2 separate regions of the Gossypium arboreum genome follow, and region 2 is linked to region 1. Evidence: chromatin contacts called from public Hi-C data. All regions are on one chromosome and are shown on one strand. Each heading gives the region's core, a stretch centred on a gene start, on an enhancer-like site or on the middle of the called end of the contact. The rest is flanking DNA. Distances are from core to core; before and after follow the strand shown.

Region 1 (2,700 bases), core at 151-2,650:
GGGTCCAAAACCATAACTTTAATGGCCATCTTGGAAGCCGCTTGGCATAACATACGACCCAATTGCCCTCCTCCTAATACACCAACTATCTTTTCGGATAGACCATGAACTGGAGAATCATCATCCTTCCTACAAAAAAGAAAAAAAAAACCATTTGAAAGTAAATAATTCACGATAACAAAAAAGACCCAAATTTTTTATTCTTTTGTTTTCGTTGGAAACATATAAAAGCAAGAAAAAGGGTAATAAATTAATTGCCAGAAGAATATAAAACCTGCGAGAGGAGTTGATCTCGTGAGAGTCATGTGAGGCGCGGCAAGCGAAGATGGGATTGTAGAGTTTCGAGGAAGAAGAAGAAGAGTGCCAGAGGCGATGACTAGGGTTGCGGTTATCAGCAGCGATGGAGACGGAGAAGAAGCGGAGTGAGAGAGATGGTGGTGGTCGGGAAAGAAACTGAGATGGCTTGAAAGAAAAAACTGGTTCAGAGGTAGAGTTCGGAAACACAGCCATTGAGGTTAGTGGGAGCATAATGTTTTTTATTTTCTAATTTTCTGTCACTTCCCCAAGAAATTTTGATGAGAGACGCAGTGAGTTTTGGCTCCAAAGAAGAATAGCATTACCTAAGAAGTGTTACACAATTTGATCACAATTTCGAACCATTGCATACAACATAACATACCAAAAGAACTTCAACAACATTACAACATAAGCCTAAGACAAAGTATAATTTAAGTTTCAGCTAACCTTGAGGTAGGCACAAATATGGTACTAAAGACAAAAATAACAACATAAATATCCCAGAAAAAAGCATAGAAAATAAATAAAAGTTCAAACAAACAAAGCAAGAAACAAAACTGTCTAAGTTAGAACCGAGAAGGACCAATCGGAATAAATAAAACGACTAAAATAGGCAAAATAAAGAATAACCAGAACGGGAAATATATAAAAATGTTTAGAAAAAAAATAATTTATTCGAAAATAATAGCAATGAGAACTGATTTATGTTTGAAGTGCAAAAACTGAAAAATTCCCAACATAAAGAAATTATACTAGACATAAAAACAGCATTACATTTCTAAGATTTATGTTCAATGGGATCAAATTTTCTTACTTGAAGACGTCAGAATCAATCAATAACATAAACGAGTAATCCCCAAAGCTAAACTAACCAACTCCAACTTAAATAATAACAAAAAAGAAAGGCATAATTCAAGACATATTCATCACAAACTGTAGTACCCAATAGAACAAATTTAGCATAGAACCCCCCCCCCCCAAAAAAAAAAGAGAACTTCTGGAAACACGTATCTTATATACATGAATTCAGAGTGATAAGAGTAGAAGAACAGGAAAAGTAAAAGGTTGAAGTGACCTGGAGAAGAAGTTGGAAGAAACGGATGGTGGCTGGAGTCGATACTCAAAGGGTAATTTCGTCGTCAAAGAGCGAACAAAGGCTGTTAGGCACGGTCTGAAGTTGTTTCTATTTTTAAAACGAGAGAAGCCTCAAAATGAGCCTAACTCGAAGCAGAGATGGAGAGAGTAGCGTCGATCAGAAAGGCAGAGAAGAACCTTAAAACCTAAAACCCTTTGCCTGTGTTCTCCAAATTGTGCTTTGGACTTTGGGCTTTTAAGCAGACTGCACGCATCCTCATGAACTGTGGGCTACAAATCGAGCCATCTTTTAGTTATTGTGATCTAATATTATTGGAAAAAGGACTTCTATGCTGCAATTATAGTAATTTATTCTTGTGAGCATTTAATGGAAGGCAATTACAATATCAATATTTTTCATCCATTATAGATTTAATAATTAATTTAGTTCTCTAAATTTACACATTTTCTCATTTTAGTTTTGATTTAATAAATTTAGTTCACAATATTTACACATTTTATTAGTTTGGTCATCATTTAATAAATTTAGCTGGCAACATTTACACATTCTATCAATATTTACACTAAATATATAAATATTAAGTACTAAATTTATTATTATACTAATGATATTTAATGGCAAGCATTAACTTTGTGATTAATTATTTTTAGTTGTTCACTTTCAAATATGACAAGGATTAAATTGCTTCAAATTTTGTTAGAGGTACTAATTTACTCAATATTAAAATTAAAACATGGGCTAAAATATGTCCCTAGAGAACGATTTTGCCACGTCAGCACATTTTGTGCTAACATGGCAAAATAACTCCCCCAAGGACGCAATTTGTATTTTTCGACCCTTTCTGGTAAATAATGAAAAAAATTGATCTATTTCTGTAAATAGAGTTAAAAAATGGGCCTTATTGGTAAAATGATCAAATTTGATGCATAACGAAAATATAATTATATGAATATTATTACAAGATATAAAATTAAAATTAAACTAAAATAATCAGTCTTGCATAACTAAATTAATTTTTTATTAAATAATTAGAAAAAGAAGTGAAAATATAAAATGAAACCCAAAGGAAGGACAGGCTGGGGAAGGGAAGGGAAGTGGCAGTGCCGTTCTTCTTTGAAGCCAAAACTCGCTGCTTTTCTCATCAAAATTTCTTGAGGAAGTGACAGAAAATTAGAAAATAATAAATATTAATGCTCCTACAAACCTCAATGGCTGTGTTTTCGAGCTCCACCTCTGAACCAGTTTTTTCTTTCAAGACATCTCAGTTTCTTTCCCGGCCACCACCATCTCTCTCACTCCGCTTCTTC
Region 2 (2,830 bases), core at 17-2,516, 410 kb before region 1:
ATTTATCAAAGTTGAAAGGACGCTGCTTGTTTTAACCAATGTGTCAACAATAGTCTTCTGCTTGAAGTTCATGTTCTCATCTTGAAACACTGAAAGTAAGCCTAAAATTGAGTGCATTGGTCTCTTCATACCATTACTCATTACTTTCTGAAAAGAGTTCCTTGCTTGGCTGGCCATCATTGCATTCTTTCTTTCCTGCTGCAATACATGATTTTGCTGACTCAATTTTTCTCTCATTCGTTGAGATTCTTCAAGAACTGCAGCATGGGATAGAGCTACAGCTACCTGATCAGCAACCACTTCAACAATCTCCATTTCTGGATAGCTCCAATTCCTTGAGTTCGCGCTTGGAAGAACCAATACCAGAATGGCATAGCAAGTCTCCACCAATTCTGGTGTTCCCCCTTTAAAATTATAACCTTGAAGCATTGGCATCCTGATTGCTGCAACAGCACCTGCCTCTTCTGATCCAGTACCACTTGCTAGCCCAAGTGCAGAGTCTGGTCTCAGGATTCTCACTCCTTCACTCCCCTTTATCTCCTTCACATCAGGATCACTCATCGGAATAGACTGGTGAAAACTACTCCTTGAAGAACTTGCTTTCAACTCATGAGTCAAGTTCATATGCGTTCCATTCTCATTTGGCATCCACACGGCACAGTTGATCAAATCCAGGGTCTTAGAAAGCTCAACCAAAGTGGTGTACAATATGGTATGCTTATCCAAGGATTTCCTGATTTCCTGTGTTAACATACGAACATGAGAACTGGCTTCCTTCTTCCTTTTCATCATGTCCACCTCTTGATCTAACTCCAATACATTTTGCCTCAAGAAAATCTCCCTCACTTTTATTTTGAGCAAGAGAGGTATCAGAGTTAATAGTGTTATAGCAGTGGCACATGAGACAAGGGCGGTGAGCAATTTGGCAATGGTGAGAGACAGCATCAATTGGAATGAGTGGGGACCATAATAAGTCCATCCATTGAGAAGATGAGTCAATCCACAAAGCACTATAAAGGCTATGAACTGAACAAGGACCCATTTGAAGGGGACGTTCGAACAACTAATGAAGTAAAGCAGTTCAATAGGTATCGAAAAATAAGCCACAGCAATGAAGAAATCACTCACCTTCTGGCACTCTAAAATGCTATGTACACTCCAAAGACCCTCATCATCACAATTACAACTCGCTAACTCATTATCTGTGCCAGAAACCAAGACCACAAAAAGAGAAATCAACAAGCCAAGAGCTACTGCTCTTAACATTGCCCCCTCAGGTGACTACCAGTTCAATCCATACAAGGAAAATGTCAAACTTCCCACACCCCCAATATATAAAATTTAGTACTCAACCAAATATAGTAAAGGCAACTCCTTTAACTACAACTTAAAGCTTTAGTACTCATTTCCTGAAGCCAATTCCTTTGCAAACACAATAAAATCCCATATGCCACAATCCAAGATCTAAAACTACACAGCTTCTTCTATGTAAGCAAGTAACATCATTTTCCTAGATTTCAAGATCTAAAACACCCCCACCTGCTCTAAACTCAAGAATTTCCTTTCTGTTCAGCCCCTACGATCAAGAAGTAGTTATTGAAAGTCCTCCAAGATTTTATTATATAGCCACAAGGAAAAAGAAGAAAGAAATCGAGAAAAAAAAAAGATGATCTTTTTATACACTTGCGACTTTCTTCAATTGAATAACAAAAACTTCGAGGGAACCAACAACAAGAATCAAAGGTCAACCTTTTTGTTAACCTCTCTCAAAAGCAAGATGGAAATAACAAGGAAAAAGAATCAAAGAGCAAAGTTAAAAAGAACAAACCTTTGGCAGAAAAAAAAGCACTACCAATCTCAATCAACACCAATATTATATATATAGCTTTCAACTTCCCAAGTGAAAATAACCACTACCCATTTTACCAAATCTGCACTTTTCCCCAAATCCAATCAAGAAAATATCAAATACCCCACCTTTTTTTTTTTTACTTTTTCTTTTTCTTTTTCAGCAAGATCAAAAAAATGAACACTCTAAAAAAAAGGTCTTGTTTAGAGAAACCCCTTAGCAGATGGTTTTAAGACTGAAAAAATAAAATCTCTCTCTCGGCACTTTAGATTGAAAGAAATGTTTAGAAAAACCGACTTGAAGGACAAGGACACAGTAAGAGAGAGGACTTGTCTTAAAGTTAATTAAAGAAAATACTAGCAACAACCAAGAAAAACACAACCCCAAAAAGAAAAAAAGAAATGAAAGGAGCTTAAAAAAGTAAGGGACCCCCACAAAGACCAAAGTTCTATGTTAAGAGAACCTAGACACCCTTTCTTCCCCAGTCACATAATAAAATCATTATTTTTAGATTTTTTTTTAATCACTAGTATTGTATAATACTTAATTGTTGAGATTTTTTTTTAAATGTGTCACTTGTATCAAACACATGCTAAAATAATCTTATTTTTATTATAGTACTTTTTTATTAAAATATATATAATTTACTTAACTTCCAAGAAAGATTTAAAATATATCTTATAATGTCAACTATTTGTGTACTTACGTTTTATTATCGGATTTACGGTGAAATTTCAAAAAGTAAATTTCATTTGATATTTTGAAGAACTTCACTAGAAACAAAGAAAGGGATAAAGAATAAGAACAGTATATGTATTTTTTTTCCTATGTATATTCCTTAATTTTATTCTTAAATTTGATCGTCCGGTAAGATTTGATCAAGCGATGAATAACGTTGGATGATTTAGTGACATGTCAATATTGACAGTTGGAGCTTTATTGGTGAGGGCAGTTATTGATGAGAGTTAGAGAGACACAGCG

Evidence for each region. A called contact is a pair of places that touch in the nucleus more often than the background predicts.
Region 2: a Hi-C map of leaf shows a contact between it and region 1, with 4 times the contacts expected there. The contact joins the promoter of LOC108473782 here to the enhancer-like site in region 1. A contact is called at or near these places in 2 of 5 Hi-C or Micro-C datasets (both in leaf).

What each region holds. Positions count from the first base shown.
Region 1 is chr11:116,249,676-116,252,375 of ASM2569848v2, reverse strand. It overlaps LOC108473667 (phosphoribosylaminoimidazole carboxylase, chloroplastic-like), which reads right to left. Exons shown (of 19, transcript XM_017775361.2): 3 at 1,373-1,662; 4 at 275-620; 5 at 1-129. The coding sequence starts at 528. Among protein-coding and RNA genes, the nearest start is that of LOC108473667, 3.6 kb to the right of the region's middle. Within about 2 kb of position 1,400, at least 2 of the 2 cell types and tissues checked have an H3K27ac peak or open chromatin away from gene starts, as enhancers often do. A contact at or near this core is called in leaf, where this site is marked.
Region 2 is chr11:116,656,154-116,658,983 of ASM2569848v2, reverse strand. LOC108473782 (protein EIN4) reads right to left here and starts at 1,266. Exons shown (of 2, transcript NM_001330038.1): 1 at 1-1,266. The coding sequence starts at 1,266.